Regions from separate parts of the Hordeum vulgare genome. Here region 2 is linked to region 1. Evidence: chromatin contacts called from public Hi-C data. All regions are on one chromosome and are shown on one strand. The core of a region is the stretch at or near the end of the contact, and the rest is flanking DNA. Distances in the headings are between cores, read along the strand shown.

Region 1 (5,786 bases), core at 442-2,941:
TGCAATGATCCATGTAATGTGTCATAAATACATAGATGAAGATAGGTCTTGGCTATTATAGTTAGATACAAAGAGGGTAACATTCGAATATGGTGCCAACTATGCTTTATCATATAGGAAAAACAAAAACCTAATGGAAAGGTAGTCTTATGAAGTTGTACGATTTTGTATGGCAAATATGGACATTTTTTTGCAAGGTGATTTGGGATTTATATATATTCGCATCTTTGTTGATGTTGTTTTTGATGAAATTCCATTTATAATATCACATATATCATTTAATTTTATAATTTTGCATCATATTTTTATGAAATACCGCAGAAACATGTGGGCTACCATGTCAACATGTTATAGTATGAATGCGATAAGGCTCATCTCAACATGCAATCATGCACGAGGAAAGACCCACTACACCATACAACCAGACATGGAAAGATTGTTTCCATTCAATTATTCTACTTATAATCAATACACATTGCTAAGACAATACATAATCAAATATAGTAAGCATATGCACTTCAAATTTCGTTTATCATGTTATGAACCCAACTTTCCTCAACCAATTCCCGCAACAACACCAGGGGTATCCTCTAATATATCTAAATAGCTACCACCCACTACTAGATTTTTTTCAACACCCATGCTTCTACATCACCTCAATTATTTGTAGCCATGATAAAAATCGTGTGACATTACTCCCTCCGTTACTAAATATTTGTATTTTTAAAGATTCAACTGTGGACTACATACAAAGTAAAATGAGTGAATCTATACTTTAAATATGTCTATATACATCCGTATGTAGTCCGTAGTGAAATATCTAAAAAGACAAATATTTAGGAACGAAGGGAGTAGAAGTCATGCATGTGCCCATAAGTTACACTTCTTGCATTAATCTAACAATGCAAACCATGCCCCCTCATTAAGTCATCATGTATTTTTTCCGGTGGAATGAAGTCATCCATGTCAATAACTATTTAATTTTGTGCACTAATTTATATGTGGCCATGAACAATATATGCGTGGAAGTTTGGAGCAATTTTTTAGTTCATACATCACATTTTTGTAAAAAGATGGCATCACATTATTTTAATTAGTTGTTTTAATCACTTATTGATGCATTTGTTGTAGCATGATTCTCGCGGCAATGCGTGGAGCATCATCTAAGCTTACTAGTCCATAATAAATCTAAATGAATGGAATGTGTGCGGTGACTCATGCGAGAAGCTGGGAATGCGACCTTTTATGAAAAAAGTCGCCAAAAGATTATCCACAATTCAATATTTGTTTGGACCTCAATACCCACGGAGCGTCAGATTTTTAGGGCTTCCACAATCAGTCGATGCTTCTGTTGTCAGTTCTATATCACGATCTCACAGATGACAATTTCTCTACTCAACGTGACAATTATTATGCCTTTCTTTTGGTACATGACAACTTTTGCCTTCGGCCATGGCAATTCCTACAAAGTTGTCATGACATTATGACAAATTTAGTTGGTAATATAATGGCATGACAAGTTGGGGGCGTTCGCTGGGAATACACTCCAAGCGAACGTTCACCACATAGCCATTTTCGGTAATTCAACCGTATTCATTTTTTCAGAAAAAATATAGTATATTAAGTTTAAGAAAGGTGGACTAGGCGACAGCCACATCCAAGCCCCCTTTGCTCCCCGGGCCGTTCCCCACCCGGTCCCGGCGTGGCTGCAGCCGCGATACCTTCCTCCCCCAACTCCGAGCAAAGTATCCGCCCCTTTTTTCCACATCACGCCGCCCCCACCTCCTCCTCCTTCCACTGTTCCCTCGTTTTTGCGCTCGACCCCCTCCCCGCCAGCCCGTCCCTCGCTCGGCACACAAGCCGCCTCCGCGCCTCGATTTCAGACGCCACCGGCTCCAATGGCGCTGCCCTACCTAGAGGCCGTCCTGTGTAAGACTCCGCCTCTGTCCGCTGCTCAATCCCGGCAGTAGCTCGTCCGCTCGCTCGTTCCCCGGGGCGTGTCGGCTTTCGATGGGCGCGGGATCCGCGTGTAAACCCTAGCTAGGGGTTAGCGGGGGTCGCGACCTTTTCGCCGCTGGATTTGCCCGTGCCGCGGAACCGTTTGGGTGTCTGGGCAGTTTGATTTTCTCCAGCGTAGCGAGTGATCTTGATGGCTCAGTGTGGCGTGAGTCGTGTGTGTGCGAGATGTTTATCCAGGTGCGGTGATCTGAGGTTTTGGATAGATTGGGTTACCTGGAGATTAGTGTAGAGTATTCAGCGTGGCAGTTAGGAGTACATCCGCAGAATTACATTTGACTGAAGATGGTTCCTGTCGCCTGATGCATGGACTTGTTTGCGCTTTCAAGCTCTGTTATGTAACACAAGATGTGTAGTATTGTGCAGATTTGATGATCACTTACTAGTACAAAATGAGCCAATATTTCTGAACTAAGTTGCAAGTAGTAGTGTTTAACACAAGTTTGTCAAAATTGTGTGAACAGATCATATGTACGAAGTCAAGATTTCGTATTTTTATTTACCTTGTCATTATCATTATTATTGTTTCTGTTGTCTATTCCTGACATGCTCGTCTCAATGTATGTCCCTTCTGCAGGCTTTATGATTCTCAATTACATTTTTGAGACATATCTTAACATCAGGCAGCATAGAGCCCTTAAATTGCCAACATTGCCAAAATCCCTGGCAAAAGTTATTAGTCATGAAAAATTTGAGCAGGCGAGAGCTTATAGCCTGGACAAAAGGTGCTTATAATACTCTACTCAGCCCTTCCAACCATACCTCGTTTAGAAACCATTCCTGACACCTAATTTCATTAGCTGCGTTCCCACTTAATCTTCTCTGTATCTTTTTAGATTGTCTTTACTGACATGTATACTTCCTCTTGCAGTAATTTCAATTTTGTACGTGAGGCCATAACTATAGTATGCGATATCATAATACTGTACTATAAAGTTCTTCCTTGGCTTTGGAAGGTAAGACAAAGTCTTTGACTTGCTGTCCTTTACCCTTTTTGTGCAGGAGCTTGGTTCTAACTATCCTCTTCCTTTTATAGAATTCTGGAGTGTTAGTAACCAACGTTGGCCTGAATGCAGAAAATGAGATAATACACACCCTTGCATTCTTAGCAGGTGTCATGGTTTGGTCACAGGTATTATCAATTTATTTGCCTCCTTCAGAAGGCCACATGTGTTTATTACGTTTTCTCTGCTTTCATATTCAGTTCTTTTAAATTCTTCAACAGTCTTTTGCAATTAATTGGATTAGGTATATGTGACGCATTAGCTTTAGCTCTGAAGGATCAAATGCTTGATTATCTATGATGCTAGCTATTGCAGGAAGGAATCTAAGAATCAGGAGTTAATTTCATAGTTTTTCGACACCTATAAACTCCTTGATGTGTCTTTCTTTCTGCTGATTTTGGTCCTGACAGAGATACTAACCCATACCCATTTCAACATTTTCACTAGTTATTTTATTTAACGTATAGCATAAGGTGCATTTATTTTGTTCAAACATGCATCAATCAAGATTCTGATTTCTTTAGATTGATTGATCAGCAGTTCTTTTTGAATGTTTCCATAGCACCTAAGTAACCTCAATGTTTACCTGTGTTCATTGTCTATCAATATTTTCTTTTATGGCAATCCAATTTCTTATGCAAATGTGACTACCTAATACATACTTGATGCAATACAGATCACAGACTTGCCATTCTCTCTGTACTCAACTTTTGTTATCGAGGCTCGACACGGTTTTAACAAGGTATGTCTATAATTTTCAATTTCTGCACTTCTGTTTGTGAACATAAAGCAAATATACATATGGATGTATTTGAATTGTGTCAACTTATGGTGCTTTGGAGCACTCAATAATTTGATATCTTCATTTCGTAACGTATTTATGTTGTTTTTTCTCTTGCCCTTTCTCAGCAAACATTCTGGCTCTTCATTTGGGACATGATCAAGGGAATTTTGCTGTCCACTGTACTCGCACCACCAATTGTGGCTGCTATCATCGTTATAGTACAGGTACACCATATTTTTATGTTGTGCAACCCTCTATTCTGAACTATCATGCTAACATGCATCTTTATTAACTGTCCCTTAACCCCTTTCGCAATCAGATGAATGCATATGTCACCCAACTGAGTTACCTTTTCCTGTACTGCTTCAGAATGGAGGGCCTTACCTAGCAATATATCTCTGGGGTTTTATGTTTGCGCTAGCTCTCCTGATGATGACAATTTACCCCATCATGATAGCTCCTCTGTTCAACAAATTCACTCCTGTGAGTATCTTTACTTGTTGCACCGCGTCAGTCATTTTCCTCATTCAATATGGTTTTCTGTGAGAATGGTATATGCATCCATTCTCCATCTGTATCCACATAGTAACTTCATGGTAAGACTGAACTTGAAGTTGCTGATTTCAACAGCTTCCTGAAGGCTCACTCAGGGAGAAAATAGAGAAGTTAGCAGATTCCCTCAAGTTTCCTCTGAAAAAGCTTTTTGTGGTGGATGGGTCTACTCGATCAAGCCACAGTAATGTATATGTTAATTGCTCTACCTTTGGAGTTTGTTTCATTGCTAACTAGTTATTGATGTTCTTCTAATATGATTTCAACTGTCAATCTCTTTCAGGCTTACATGTATGGGTTTTTCAAGAATAAGCGCATTGTTCTCTATGACACATTGATACAACAGGTTCAAACAAATGGCCATTTTTGTTCTTTGTTCACTATTTTTTCCATTGTGATTTGGGAATTCATGCAGGTTTGACTACTTGACTGTTACCCTTGTGTTTGTTTCAGTGTAGTAATGATAATGAGATAGTTTCTGTTCTTGCACACGAGCTTGGGCACTGGAAACTCAATCACACTGCATATTCCTTTGTAGCTGTGCAGGTATTTTCTCATCCAGATAACTAATTATGCCTTCTGTGTACCAGTCAGCCAACTAGTTTTGTTGCAATAGCATTTGTATACTAGATAGCTAAGGTACCGTTTGGTTGCATGGATGAAGTTGGATGGGAGATGGCCATACGGCGGGTTGGTAGGGACGCGGTAAGTCAATTATGTGTTTGGTTGAGTGAGTTGGTGAGCCCTTTTTATGTTTGGGGTGAGGGATAGGTGTGAATAGGATGACCCAGAATTGTGTTGGTTGGCGCCTTGGAGGAACAAGAATAAATAGGGATATATGGAATGACTTTTTTATGGGACGGTGAGGTTACCACTTTATTATGAACAGATAAGTTTACGCAAAGCATGTTGTTCAAGTGGGGAAGACTACAAGAAAAGCTGGGCATATGGTAGAAAAATAGAAAAACAAAGTTGGAGCCACTGGATCTTCAATGGCTGCTTGAGATTTGCCATGCGGGGCTGCTGGAGTCTCTGTACATTTCATGAAAAGCTCCCTGAGTAACTGCTATATATACAATAATGACCCTCACACCAGCTGTCACGTGCCTACTCTGGACTCTGGAGCACCCAATGAAGATACAGCGGCTCCAACTTTTGTTTTTCTACCCTATGCCCAGCTTCTATTGTAGCCTTTCCCCGTTCTAAGTGTTATGTTGTCCATGTACACAATGTAAACAACACATATTGCTGCTCCAGTACAACTGTGCAAATGCAGTAAAGAACATCACCAAAATTTACAGACCCGGAATGCCGATCTGATGAGAAACGACAGAGAGAGGAGTGCTAAGACAGGGAGAAGTGTCACGGTTAGGAAAGAAAAATAGGCCTAATGAGCTGCGCGCTAGGCTCATGTGCGGGCAATAGATGGC
Region 2 (5,112 bases), core at 772-3,271, 110 kb after region 1:
TGAGTCTTGGCCTTGAGATTGACAACAGATGGATCCGCCCCGAGTAGTTCACACAAGTTAGACCGGATAGTCTCCTTGAACGGGCTAATTTTTGGTTTCTGCAAGATCAGTGTAGCGTCAAGGTTCCCCAGCTCATAGCCTGCTTGATGCATTAGCTTTACCTGATGCATAACAAGAAAAAAAATGTTAAGCAGATGCATGCTCAGTTAGATGCATCAATTTAGCACCAAACGATACTTTCATCAGCTCATATCTTCAGGACTGGAATACTTCGATGATATCGTATCAAATGAAATCCAGGTGCGAATATATAGGAACCAATAGGGTGATTTAAATGGTGGATGGAATCATGTAAAAAAATCAGCGTGAAATTCAGATTCAGGCGTGAGTATAAGAACCAATAATGCTCCAACTGGATATATTCTACATAACATCTGGTGAAAAGACAAAAAATACCACTCAATGCCTAAATGGAGAGAAACTATGATGATTTCAATGGTCGATGCGATCATGTAGAAAAAGCAGCACATAATGAGCTCAAATTCTAAGGCATAGGGATATTGTATCCAATAGTCCAGAATGCAGTCAACATTCTAAGCACATGGTACATGCCTTTGAAAAAGTTCTAAAACGTGAAATACTTTTTATCCTGGAAGAGGAGAAAAGTCAAGACCGAATTTGCAGTTAGCATGGTGTTGATGCAGGAATTAAATAGTCAAACAGAAAATAAGCAGGTAATGATCTGGGGTGTCTTCAATAAGGAATCCTTTTGGAGAATTTCCACAAAATGGATGCATTTTAGGTCTCCTCCACCCACAACGACATTAAGGGAAAGAAAAAATTGTTTCCCCAGAAGATATGAACAAGTTGGGTCACTTAACACTTAACAGCCTAGACCTCAGGCTTAGTTATCGCTCACTCAAGTAGAAAGAAAACTATTTTCCCGACACACAACACAAGTGCTATATGATTAGCAATTTAGAATCATTCAGCAACAGGAACACACAAACTCTAGGTTTTGTTCTGATTAAGCATTCTACCAACCAGCTAAGACAACAATCTAGAATCATACTCCCTACGTTCCTAAATATAAGCCTTTTTACATGTTTTACTAGGGGACTACATACGGATGTATATAGACATACTTTACCTTAAAGTGAACAAAAGCAACACACGAACTGTAAATTTTGTTCTGAATAAGCACTTCACCAGCCAACTACAAAGTGTATCTTATAATGCCCACAGAAGCAAGAGGAAATTGCCATGAGAGAATGAAATTCGGAGTGAAGTTGAGAAACTCACAGCTTCCCTCATGAACACGCAGGACTCCGCGCCCTTCCACCGGGGGTCGGTGTCCGGGAAGATCTGCCCGATGTCCGGCAGCCCCAGGGCGCCGAGAATCGCGTCCACCACGCAGTGCAGAAGCACGTCCCCTGCGCACGCGGCCAAAAAATTCCACACGCCCGGTAACGCAACGAGCAAACGAACGGAAGCGCAAGGAAAAGAGCAAGCAACGGTGGTAAAAACGGCACGCACCGTCGGAGTGGGCGTCGCAGCCGCGGTCGTGGGGGATGCTGATGCCGCCGATGATGAGCGGGAGGCCCGGCTCGAGGCGGTGGAGGTCGAAGCCGTGGCCCACGCGGAACGGGAGGGCGGGCGGCTTCGGCGCCGCGGCCACGGCCGGCTGGTGCTCCGCCTGGAGCGCGGCCGCCACCGCCAGAGACGGCTGCCGGAGGCGCTGGGACGGCCGGGCGGGGCAAGCGGAGGAGGGGGTGGGGCGGGTGCGGATGCGGATGCGGATGCCGGTCCTCGGCGCGGTGGAGATGGGGGAGGCCAGGAAGAGGGAGGAGGCGGAGGCCATGTCGTCGCGCTCCGATGGGCGAGATAGCGCAGCGGCCGAGTAGAGTTTCGGGGTTTTCTCTTGGCCGCGGAATGCGAGAAAAGGAAGCGGTTTTTTGTGCGCCGGGATTACTTTGGCATTGGGGACTGGGGAGGCGGGGAATCTTGGCGACGGAGATGCGGTTCATGGTGCCGTGGACGAGGTTTAACGTTTAAGTACTGCAGCCGGCGGTCACTGTCTCACCGGTCGCCGGTGGCTGCATTTGCCATCCAAACGGGCACGACGTGAACACTTTGGTCCAGATTCGGGTGCTGCATAAAATACGAAATTCGAGCTTAAATGTCATTCGGCTTACATACACTGAGATGAATGGAAGGATTTTCAGTCGCTATCTTATTGGGGCCTCTTCGGTTCACAGAATGGAATTAGACTCAGAGTACGGACGTGTTTGGTAGGCGTAGTTGCTGGGATAGGTCCGTGGAATATGAGTAAAACAAGCTCATGCTGAGGTAAAAAAAGACAGAAAACTAACATCTGCATTTAGTTTGGAGGTAATAGCATCGCAAGTCGTACAACTTGTAATGGATGTGATGATTTGGTCCTAGAACTTGCGAAATGATCCTATTTAGTCCCAAAAGTTGTAACTCATGTGTAAATTTAGTCCACGGCCAATCAGAACATGCCAACTGGACAGGATGGGTCAGCTCTGGTCGTTTTGCACATAGCTCCCTACATTTAACACTAATTAATATAGCTCCAGGGTTCAGACAACACGTGATTTACTTAAGCCCTCCTCTCCCATGCACGGAAGGTACCGTGCATGCATGCGTCGTTGATATGCTTGGAGATTCGATGACATGCATTGTACTGCTCGTATTTAATTACTCCTAGATCTTTCGTCTCTTATCACATGCAAACACACTATTCCAGCTATGCCCCACCATCCCCACTTCAAAATTTTGGTTACCTCCACCCTCCTCCGATTTCTTGTCCATGGCACCTCCCTGACATCTACACAACTTTTAAAAACGATTTCTCAAAGTTTTGGAAATATTTAGCTACCTTTCATATTTTATTTTTTCTAAAACTATTTTCTCTAATCAGCTTTGACCCCTAGATTTTTGCAAAGGAGCTCATAGTTTTCTTTGGGTTCTGATCACCAAATTCCTATCCTTGGTAGACCTTAGTATCCTCAACTCATTTCTCCAAAAACCATGTGGTTGCTAGTTTGAATTTTTCAAATTTTGTTTGACCCAAGTTTGACCAAAATTCTCTAGTTTTCTTAAAAACCCGACTTAACTATTTTCGAAAATTCTGAAACTTTATAGGCAACCCCTCTAGGATCAATAAGAGGCCACCCCATAAGTTTCTAGCTTCAAATAAGTTTTTATCACGTGGTTTTAATTCAATCGAGCACGTGGTGTGCACTGTTCTGGTGTGAGGTTCAGTTTCACTCAAAGTGCAGAGCTGTAGCGTTTTAGGTTCAGGTTCAGATATTTCAACGTCAATCTCCATAGTGGTGACGAGGGGGGTCTTGCCACCGTGCCTTCCTCTTATCCGTTGCTCCGCTCGCTCGCTTGGCCGCATGTTTGCGTCGGCGGTGAGCTGGCCTGAGCCAGCCAACCTTGGAAGCGGCGCCACCAACGACTGTCGCGGCCACCAGCAGCCTCTGCCCCAAAGCCGCGCTGCCCGGCACCACCCCTTCTCCCTCGAGACTCCGCGGGTCCGTCCTCGCCCATGCGCACCAGGAATGCCGTCGCCACGTCCCAGATGGCACAGAGCGCGATTCCTGTTGCCGTCGCGCCCAGTGAATGCAGCACCGTCGAGCCGGGTCTCCCGTCGATGACCGCACAAGATTAGGCCTAAAATGGATTCCCCATGGAGTATTGGTGATGCCCCCGCCCTGCAACCGCCTGCCAAACCCCTCTGGCCACCGGAATTTGTCGCCGGAGTTAAGCTCCCACGACACCCCTCTTGGCCGTCTATAAATAGAGAGCCCTCTTGCCCCCGAGCACCTCAGCCAGTTCAGCCCCACTCCTTGCGGAGTCTCGCCCTAGCAAGAGAAGAGCCTCGGGGAGGTCTTCTTCCCCGACTCCGGCCACCTCGATACGCCTCAGGTCTCGACTAGAGTCGCATAGGTTAGTGAAGCTGAGCACCCCAAAACCCTGTTAGTAACCTCCTGGTGGACTCTTATCCCTAATCCCCACTTCAATTTGATCATAGGCTTCTCAGCCAGTGAGATCGAAGCGTGCCCGACACCGTCATCCCTCGGAGTAGTGGTCGTCGTCGACATAGTGCTCATCGACGACCAGCTCCACCTGCCACCAACGCGGAAGGACTCGCTGAGTACGCTGGTGTCCTTAGCTTTCTCTGCCTCGCCGTAGATTGCCGCCGGCGACGACAACGCGTCTCTGACGCTGGTGAGATTCAAACCTGACGGCTGGGACCCCCTCGTCAGGATTCTGTTTATTTCTGAAACGTTTTCCCCTAAAGCATATTCTCTGGATACCGTCTTCCTTATGGGTTGATGTATTTCTTCTGGCGCTTTCCTCTATTTCAAACTAGCCCCTCGGAAGTTTCTGTTTTCTTACAAAATAGTTTGTGGTTTCATTGTGCTTATAACTTCTAAACTGCAAAAGCTTTTTAAATGATTATTTTTGCAAAATCTTTCTCTGGAGGTTAGTTTATTTTCAGATTTATTCAAAAATGTTTGGAGATAGTAGCTAAGCCCTTAGCACTTATGATAGTATATGGTGTATAACGTAGATTCCGATGAGGGAGACGCCGACGTCAACTTCACCGAGCTCGATCCCAACTACGTTGAACCAGACAAGCATGCTTGAACTTTTGTTGTGATGTTTGCTAATTAAAATTTAAACTTGTCATCTATTGCATGAATTAACACATTGCATCTTTACTTATATAAAAACTCAATATGTGGCTATGATGAATCATATGGTTGTGAGAGGCCGTGGATAACCTAGTCAAGCGGAACGTGATAGGTTGTGGCATGGTCATGTCAGATGCATGATCATGATGAGAATAAATTGGATAACTCCAGTATCGACCTAGATCAAGTCTTGTTAGTGTGTCACCTTATTATCGTGTTACCATAGTTTTTCTGAAAGGGAATGCGGTATAGTCGGTCATGAACCTATTATCAGTTACACACCAAGTAGAGGGGGCGGGATGAAGGTATCCATGGTCCTGGACTATATCCAGTCATCCGGTCAGGGGGCATGGGTGTTTCCGGTTTGGGACCAAGAGGGAGA

Evidence for each region. A called contact is a pair of places that touch in the nucleus more often than the background predicts.
Region 2: a contact with region 1 is called in a Hi-C map of leaf, with 5 times the contacts expected there. The contact joins the promoter of LOC123403987 here to the promoter of LOC123402015 in region 1. A contact is called at or near these places in 2 of 6 Hi-C or Micro-C datasets (both in leaf) and 1 of 1 datasets of contacts at active chromatin or transcription factors (embryo).

Annotation. Positions count from the first base shown.
Region 1 is chr6H:442,295,164-442,300,949 of MorexV3_pseudomolecules_assembly, forward strand. LOC123402015 (CAAX prenyl protease 1 homolog) reads left to right here and starts at 1,692. Exons shown (of 14, transcript XM_045095868.1): 1 at 1,692-1,929; 2 at 2,594-2,741; 3 at 2,888-2,972; 4 at 3,053-3,148; 5 at 3,697-3,762; 6 at 3,930-4,028; 7 at 4,174-4,287; 8 at 4,435-4,545; 9 at 4,640-4,702; 10 at 4,810-4,902. The coding sequence starts at 1,899.
Region 2 is chr6H:442,408,817-442,413,928 of MorexV3_pseudomolecules_assembly, forward strand. LOC123403987 (2-C-methyl-D-erythritol 2,4-cyclodiphosphate synthase, chloroplastic) reads right to left here and starts at 2,022. Exons shown (of 3, transcript XM_045097887.1): 1 at 1,537-2,022; 2 at 1,303-1,433; 3 at 1-161. The coding sequence starts at 1,861.